Linked DNA regions of Anser cygnoides: region 2 is linked to region 1. A link is a contact called in public Hi-C data. All regions are on one chromosome and are shown on one strand. The core of a region is the stretch at or near the end of the contact, and the rest is flanking DNA. Distances in the headings are between cores, read along the strand shown. Region 1 overlaps MAML3 (mastermind like transcriptional coactivator 3). Region 2 overlaps MAML3 (mastermind like transcriptional coactivator 3).

What was found. A called contact is a pair of places that touch in the nucleus more often than the background predicts.
Region 2: a contact with region 1 is called in a Hi-C map of liver, with 2.4 times the contacts expected there. The contact joins two enhancer-like sites. A contact is called at or near these places in 3 of 7 Hi-C or Micro-C datasets (granulosa cells and liver).

The regions. Positions count from the first base shown.
Region 1 is chr4:40,995,820-41,000,267 of Taihu_goose_T2T_genome, forward strand. MAML3 (mastermind like transcriptional coactivator 3) reads right to left here. Exons shown (of 5, transcript XM_048074966.2): 3 at 69-314. Among named protein-coding and RNA genes, the nearest start is that of MGST2, 25 kb to the left of the region's middle. Within about 2 kb of position 1,867, at least 3 of the 3 cell types and tissues checked have open chromatin away from gene starts, as enhancers often do. A contact at or near this core is called in liver, where this site is marked.
Region 2 is chr4:41,096,137-41,100,584 of Taihu_goose_T2T_genome, forward strand. The region is part of intron 1 of MAML3 (mastermind like transcriptional coactivator 3); the gene reads right to left. Among named protein-coding and RNA genes, the nearest start is that of MAML3, 110 kb to the right of the region's middle. Within about 2 kb of position 2,010, at least 1 of the 3 cell types and tissues checked has open chromatin away from gene starts, as enhancers often do. A contact at or near this core is called in liver, where this site is marked.

The DNA of each region.
Region 1 (4,448 bases), core at 617-3,116:
CTGTACTGTAGTGCTCATGCCCTCATACCAGCATGTGCTGCAGAGCTCGAGACAAACAGATGTTGTACCTGCTCTGCTAGGATCTGCTGCTGCTGCTGCTGCCTCTGCTCTCTGAGAAACTGTTGTTTCTGCTGCTCTATCACATGGAGCTGGGCTCTCTGCTCAATCAGCATCTGCTTCATGATGGCTGCTTGCGGTTGGTTTCCCAGGAAGGGACCCCCAGAGCTCGTGCCTGTGACCACGCTGCTGGAGCCCGGTGGGACTGAAGGCTGCATAAGTGCTGTGCTCCGAGACAATCCCACTTGGTGCTGCTCCTGCACAAACAGAGAGAGAAGGCCTCGTTACTGAGGGCGCTCACGGGCTGGGGAAATTATGGTTGATTAACAATATGCCTTGAGTCTGTGGGCGAGGACTGGAGCTGGAAGAAAGTAAGAGTCCTTGCTTGTGGCCTGTGGCAGTGCCACACGCTGCCTGCTGCAGGTGGCAGGTTCCTCTGCTCTCACGTCGTAACCCAGAGTTCAAAGGCCCCTCGGATAAAGCAAGAGCACTTGACAATTTACTAATAATAAGATACCAGAATTGGGCACTAGGTTTATTTTCACTCAGGGTAAATAACTTGCGAGAGATGTTTTTCCAGGGTTTTCCTCCATCATCATGGGGATAATAAACCTCATTTCTCTCCCTTTCCACTTCCTTCCCTTTTCCCACACTGACACTGCCATGAAGGCCTCCGGGTTCAGGAGCTGAGGTTGTAGGCAGGCACAGCGAACAGCCCTAATTCCCCCTATATTGCACCAGAATCTCAGGATTCACCCACACAACGTGTTTATTTAAGATTTCCACCCCCCAGCTAAGGACCAAAAGCTTGTCACTGGAAGGAAGGACACGAGCACCTGTGATGCCACAGGTACCTTCTCCTAACCCCCCCCTGCTTTCTCTTCGCGCTCCCAGGGCGGTGCGCTGCCTCTTAGGGCTGGGAAAGGAAAACAAAAGGGAGCAGAGAAAGCCAGAGTCACTGCGGAAGCCCTCTCTTTCCGATCTTCCTCCCCCAGCCCGCGTTTCCCCGGCATCTCCCCGTGCTGCCGCCCGGCACGGCTCGGCTCGGCTCGGCTCGGCCCGCCGCCAGGGGCCGCTGCCGGACCGGGGCAGCACGGCTCGGCTCGGCACGGAGCCAGCGGGGCCGGCCTCGCTAATTGTCCCCTGGGGGTGGCTGCTCGTTAAGCACCCACCGCATGGGATGGGGATGGGGATGGGACGAAAAGGGCCTGCACCAGTGCGGGACCCGCTGTGGGAGGCAGTCCCGGGGCCAGGGCGGGCTCTTCTGCCCGGCTGCGGGCCTGAGGTGCGCCACAGCTGCGTGAAGTCATCTTGTGCCCTGTGCCACCCAGCCCAGCCAGCGGAAGGGTTAAAATGGAGCGCGGCCTGGGAAATGAGGATCAGCCTTTCCGCGCCAAGGTCAGGTTTTCAAGGACCCTTTTGAGGTAATAACAAGAAAATACAATTTGTCCGCATCTCTACTTCGCGCCGCTAATTCCCGAAGGGCTCCCCGCTGAGAGGCAGCTCTCCAGTATTCGGCTGCTTTGCCTTCCCAACATACGCGTCCCCCGGTCTGAAAGTTTCCTCCCCACCCCAACAGTCTTCCCACATCTCCCCCCTTTCCCTCCTCACACCACACTTGGTGGGCTCGTGGCCCCGACGCTCCCCCCGCTGCCCTCACCCCGCCACGGGCCCCGGGGGACGCGCACCACCCGCAGGCTGCCCGCTGAGGATCCTTCCTACCCCCGTCCCCCCCCGGCTCCTGATGAAGTCATCAGGCTGGGGATTGCATAACCGCTGCACAGGACTATCTTGTGTTATACTGGGAGACCGGCCAACTGCTTCCATTTATAGACAGCAGCGAGGCCGCGCTGCCAAGTAATGGAACCTCTGCTGCAGCTACTACAAGGGAAAGGAACCGGGGGGGGGCGGTTCGGGAGCCGGAGGTGGCACCCGCAGGGGCTCCCCCAAGCCTCCGTGCTCAGCTGCCACCGGGGCTGCAGCCCCAAACCCGGCTGAATCTGCCTCGAAAGAGCCTTACTGCAGAACTTGTGTCCTGGCTTGCTGTGCACACACGTGGAAACAGCGCAGGCACAAACTCATCCCGCGATACCGCCGCAGCTCGGTCCTGCATGGCGTTACGCCACACGCTGTTAGCTCCCGGGTCGGAAAGGGAAGAAAGCCCCGAAGGAAGCCCCGCCAGCTGACACGAACCCGCGCGCCGTGCAGCAGCTGGAGGAAATATGAAGATTAGCACGGAGGTGTTACTTCCAGAGCGGCGCGTTCAGCCATTTCTGGGTACAAGAGTTTGCCTATGCACAGCAAAAGCTTCCTGTTTCCAGTTTTAATAACAGATTTAAGGCCAGGCGTTCTTCATCAAGCCAGAACACCACCCTCCTGCCCGGAATATTTCTGCTCCTTTCCATTTTTTTTGGCCAAAGCTCTTCCCAAACAATGATGAAAGGCCCCACTGACATCACCGGCAGCAGCCCTGGGTTGTGTGTCCCCAAAACAGGAGTGCAGCCCGGGCAGAAAGCCCCTGCCAGCAGGAAAACGCTCCCTTGTGTCCAGGAGCAGAGCTCCTTACCAAGAGCACCTCTGCAGCGGGCACTGCTGCTGCGTGGTGGCCGTGCCTGGTTCCAAACCCGCAGGGATCCCCGTGCTCCCCGCAGTCTCGGCGAACCCCTTCCAACACAGCCCAGGGACAGGATCGAGTGCTCTGCACCTGGGAGTAAGACCGGATTTAGAAAGAGTCGAGCTTCCATTCGTGGAGCCAAGAAAGAGGCAGAATTTCCAACTGGTCTGCATGACACGTCTGGGCAGGTTTTCGTAGCTGTAGAGCACCCAGTAAGCAGAACTTCTGTAGGGACCTAGCTGCTTCATCAGCACCTCTGCCCACATTATTTCTAAGGATCTGCCAGAGTGAGGGGTCCTCCTCAGAGTTCAGGGTGGTGTGTGTGTACAGTTACGCACACCAAACGCAAGTGACCTCAAAAAGGGGACAAAGGGGAGGGAAAAAAAGTATTTTCCTCTTTGTCTCAAATCTTACACGTGCCTCTTCCTTATCATTCAGCAATTTGCTCCTTCTGCATGACATCCATTCTCCCCCAACCACAGCTAAAAGCGGTCACACCGTTTTCTGCCAGGACCAGCAGAAGGACCGCCAGATGATGCCCTCCAGCCCTCAGACATTGCCAGCTCACACCACTTCTGCTGGAGGCGCAGGGAGCAGAGTGGGACCCCAGGGACCAGAAATCAACAGGAGTGGGTATGCCACCTCGAGGGACAAGGTGTTCTCCAAAAAACAAGGACTTTAAAGTGGCATCTTAACATGCAAAACACACAATCGGACATGAGCTCGCTGTGCCATTCTGTGGTATGTGAAATAATGCAATCCCTGAATATACAAAGAGCAGAAGAGCAAACAGAAGCCAGGAGGTGGCTTACCCTGCATACTGCATTAGTAGAACGATACTAGAAAAATGTGTACAGTCAGGCACCTACATTTTAGAGCCAGAGCAGAAAAAGAAGACAAAAATGATTTGAGGCAGAAAGTATCTTCCAGTGAGAGACTTAAAGAGCTCAATCATTTAGCTTACCTCAAAGAAAACTGAGAGACGCTTTGACCATGGCATATAAAAATACCTTCACGAGGGAAGAAATCCTTTAAAGAGTTCTTTTATCTAGTGAAGAAGGCAAAGCCAGATACAAGGGCTGGAAGCCAAAGACAGATTCAAATCAGAAAGAAGAATCACATTTTTACACCATGATTTCATTACCCACCAGAAATGGCAGATCTCCACTCTCTGATGTCTTCAAAGATGACAGCCTTTCTGGATAAACGCAACTTAGTGGTGCAGCCAACTGGCCTGTGACGTACGAGACACCGCAGAGCTACCTGACCTCACCTCTGTGCAGCTCTGAGCTGCTGCTCCCTGGCACCGCAGAGGCAGCTGGCACTGCTGCAGCGCGCTGGTGCCACCCTGGCAGTCACTGCTCCTTCCTCGCGGGGCTCTCGTTACGGCTTGTGCGTAAGTACATCTACAGATGTAGAATCACAGAATCGATAGGGTTGGAAGACACCTCCAAGATCATCAGGTCCAACCATCCCCCTACCACCAATGTCACCCACTAAACCATGTCCCTAAGCACCACGTCCAACCTTTCCTTGAACATCCCCAGGGACGGTGATGCCACCACCTCCCTGGGCAACCCGTCCCAGTGCCTGACTGCTCTTTCTGAGAAGAAATGTCTCCGCATTTCCAGCCTGAACCTCCCCTGGCACAAGTTGAGGCCATTCCCTCTAGTCCTATCACTAGTTACCTGTGAGAAGAGGCCGACCCCCAGCTCCCCACACCTTCCCATCAGGCAGTTGCAGAGAGCAGTAAGGTCTCCCCTGAGCCTCCTCTTCT
Region 2 (4,448 bases), core at 760-3,259, 100 kb after region 1:
CAGGTGCAAGAGCTCTGCTGTTACCTGGAGCAGAGCATGCCAGCCTCTGCAAACCTTGCCGTGATTCTGTGATAAGGACAAAAGTCTCCCTACAGCTTGGCAATCGTTGGAGTTAGCAGTTCTCTCTTTAACGCAGGGGGTCTGAATCACATGTACCTTTTCAATGGCTTTGGCTAGAAAACTTGCTAACTTACCAGTTTTATTTTTTCTGCTGTAATCCTCTAGCAGTTACCCAATTGCAAACACAGCAGCAGAAGTGGATCCATATCGAAATCCTAACAGACAATTTTGGGGTGTAATAGAAAAGTGAATTGCGAGTTATAGGAGGAAAAAAAAAAACAACAGTAACTGGCTACGCCTTCCTCCTGCCATTGATTCATTTCAGCTGGTGAGAAGTTATGAGCTGGGAACTGCACGACTGCTATCACTGGTGGTGTGTCAGAGGATCCTTCTCCAGTTTCACCGAACCCATTTCAACTCCTGCTGCTGTTACAAAAGCATCATAAAAATAGCAGCAAAACTGTGCTTTTTGAAGCAAGCAGCGCAGAAAAATATCCTTCACAAAAGCAAAGTTTGCAGCATGCTGTAATTAAGCTCACATCCTGACAGTGGGAGCATGAAGTTTTGTTCTAAATATAGCAGAAGCCTCTCCGATGTACAGCCCCCTTTTTAATGCAAGATTTACAAAATTAGTCATTACATGCCAGCAGCCTCCTAGGAATTCTTGAAAAAATATTGGGGGTTTTAATGTAGGGAGCTTTACAGCAGGGATTGAGGGCAATCTCTGTCAGGAAACAAATTATTTGGGTTTGCTACTACCTACACAGCTCTTGCAGGAGGGCAGGCACTACACAAGGGCAGGAAGACGCAGCCCCTGCCAGGACTGACAGTGTCAGCAGACAGAAGCGCACACCGAGCATCGCAGGCAGACAAATCCCTTGGCTTTTCCCCTAGCATCGATCTCCCCTCCCAGCTTTCAGGAGCTGTTTCACATGGCACTTTCCCTTTAGCTGGCAACCCAGCTAAGACACCATCAGCTTTGGGTTGTCTTTGTTTAATTCAGTCTAAAGCAGAGATTTAAGCCAGCTCAAGCTAGTTCATCCTAAAATGCAGTGTGAGACCAAGTTTAAACTGAGTTTGGAAACCGTGTTCTTAGACAGTTGTTGTTGAAATAGATCAGGCCCAAATCCTGATCCTAACTGCATCAGCTGATAGCAGAATAATTACCGATTTCCACAAAGAAACCGTCCTGCAATTCCAGAGAAACGAGATTGTGGCCTGTGTTTTCTCTCTGTTTTTCTGGTTCAGGTTGCAGACCTCGTCCTGAGTCCTGCACCACCTCTGCAGTGGGAAGAGAAGAGGACTGAAGCTCCCGGCTCACCCTCCACGGCGATGCCCGTGCTGCAGGAGCTCCTTGGGCATGAGCTGTTACAGAGGGGGACCTGGCTTGCAGGTAACATGGCACAAGGCAGAGCAAGCGTTTCCAGCAAGGTGTGCGCTGCAACTGCTTCAGACAGCTGCAGCAGCTCCGAAGCAGCTGGGTAAACTCCTATAAAAATAGAAACAGGCTCCCAGCAAAATCCATTTTTGATTGAGTCCAGCCTACCCCTTCTCTGCACTCTGTAAGCTGAGCCTCTGGCAGCTCCAAGCAGGGCTCGGGGGGCTGCGTGCAGTTCCACGTACTGGTGCAGCACCTAGGCGAGCTCGGCACGGGCAGAAGCCAGCATTTCAGCTGGGAAGGTCTCGGAGCCCCTCGGCTCCAGGCGCGCTGACCAGCCAGGCCACACTGAACCTAAAGGTGGGTGGAGGAACGTGGGGATAGCACGGTGCTACCACCGAGGGCTGGTGCACAAGAGAAGCCTCGTGCCCCGGTCTGCACTGCCCCAGACGATCCCAAACACAGCTGTACCTCCCTTTCTACCCTCTCCTGCCCAGTATTTAATCTGTATAAACCTCTCCCCTACTGCAGGTACCAAAACTCACACGGAAAAGCAAGCTACTTCATAGCCTGTATCAACTCCCTTTAAAATTAGGATTAAAACCTCCCAAACACTGTTTTGCAAGAGGCTCCAGACTGTGCCTGGAAGCTCTGAACATGTAACAGGGAGCAAATCCACCATTTACCCAAGGCTGTTTTCCTTGTGGTTTTTTCAGTAGCATGCATGCATGCCTTCACTGTTTACTGTCAGCAATTTCCAACATGCTGACACGGCTAAAAGTGACCACAAAGCCAATGCGAGCAGGCGAAGGGAAGAAACACACGTAGAAACATCAGGAGGTGCAGGCTCAAACTTTGCGCTTCAGCCGCGGTAACTACCAAGGTAACCTGGCTATCGCAGGGAGGAACGTGATTAGCACGACTTGGAGCAGCCTCACCTTTTTCCTCCTTTTTCATTAGCCAATGGAGCTTTGTTCCTGAGGTTTCTATTTTTGTGGCTGACGCATGCAAAGAGCGAAGGAGAGCGCCTTTCGCACTACGAGTGTTATATTTCTTTCCCTGCTATTGGCTCGCTCAGGGTGCCTGGGTTGTTTTTCCAGCAGCTTCATGAACTTCTCCTCCCCGGTTTAACTCCAAGAGCAACTTTTGTTTTCTATTTGCTTATTTTTAGGCAGCAATTGAAAGCTAGGTGAACAATGCAGTGCCTGGGAATGATCAATAAAGACTTTATAAACCATCACGAAGTTGAGCTTGCCATGCCTTTGAGGTACTGGAACCTAAAATAATACATTCAGATATGTAAATACCTCTACCTGAATTTTAAAACACCCTGTGCAAAAGTAAAAATATTAATGAACCAGCCCAGGCACTAAATGCACCTCTTAAAGCTGAGCTTATGTAACAACTTGCTCCTGGTTTCACATGCAGAACTTGTCAAGCCCTTCTCCCCAGGATGCTCTTTCTTCTAGAACAGCAGATGGAAGAAACAGAACAAAGCCACATGGGCTGTTGTTCCCTGTAATTCCCAAGCTGATGCAGAGCTGTTGTTGTTTTTTTTTTTTTTTGTTTTTGTATTTTTGTTTTAGAAAATGGAAAGAACCAAATGAAGATTTTCTTACCATTCCACTGGAAATTGCCCATCTGTGTGGAAAAGCTTCTCTATAGTAACTTGTAACAATACACACAACAAGCTGCCCATTTAACAGAAGTTTCCATTCCTCCTTAAATTTAGACTTTCTCCATTGTTACATATGGGTAATGTTACAGGTGATGGACGCTGAGTACCCCAAATTCAAGGAAAACCTAAGAAACAAGCTGTTGATTGTACTTTAAAGCCTTGCTTGGAATTCTTTCCTTCTTTTCCAAACTTCCCTGGTTTTCCCTACATTGGTAGTATCTCCAACACTACTAGGCACATATACACCAGAACTAAAAGTCCTGGGGTCGGTTTATCTAAGACGAATGCACGTACCACCGAGCATCCAAACAAAAAGCACTGAAGAAGCACTGGCACCTGAGCGTGTCTTTAAATGCTGCAGCCAATTACAGATTTAATCCATATATTATGGCAGTGATATACTTAAGGACCAGCATTTTTGCAAGAGGTCCAGCATTTTGGTGGAGAAGAGAGACCGCTGAAGAAGACCACAAGGAAAGCTCATTCCTCCGTACGGTGAGCACATTGCTCCATCTCTCTGGGGGTTACCGGCTGGATCCTCCTCACCCGGAAAGTTTGCCCCTGCCTATGCCAAGGGCCGGGTAACACAGCCAGCGATGATGAAGCACTTGATGCCACGGAGCTGCTGGATGCCCGCGTCGTGGTGGTCGTAACTTGCGGGTGAGGAAACGGCACGACGGCATAGATCATGCCGCCTGCCCGTCCTGCACGGCTGTTTGGCTGGGATCAATACCTTCCCTGGCCGGGGGCCGACATCGCAGCCCACAGGATCAATCCGCAGGCAGGGTTTGATGGCTGTGCTGCTGCGAACTGCCTGCAGATCCCAGCGGTGATTTAAGGGCTGTGCTAAGAGCAGAGCTGTGACTCTGCTGACTGGGGGCAAGGCCCGCGCTGCCCGCAGTGACAGCCAGCCCAAGCCTTCCCTGGGCTGTGCACAGCCACCTCCGCCTGCTTACAAACACACAACCCAGACCATGACAAAGCAAGCGCGGCTGCAGGGCCCTGCCCCGATGTCCCAGGTGCGCCCCTGGCCCCAGAAAGCCCCCAGCCCACGCAGCACCCTGACACAAGCGCTGGGCAGTTAGAGAGAAGCCCCCCCGGATTCATTCCTTAAAATATCTTTTTCAAGGCCAGTAATTGCATGAGATTTGTCAGGTTTCGATTTTTTTTCCCCCTCCTCACAGCTGTTTTCAGTCCAAGAAACCAGAAAGACAGCAATAAAAATAACTGACCCTGATCATTTTCCTTTGTCCAAATCCCAATAATTGCAAATTTGGACTAGCTTCAATGCAAATACATATCACAGTAGAAAAATCACCATTTTTATTAATG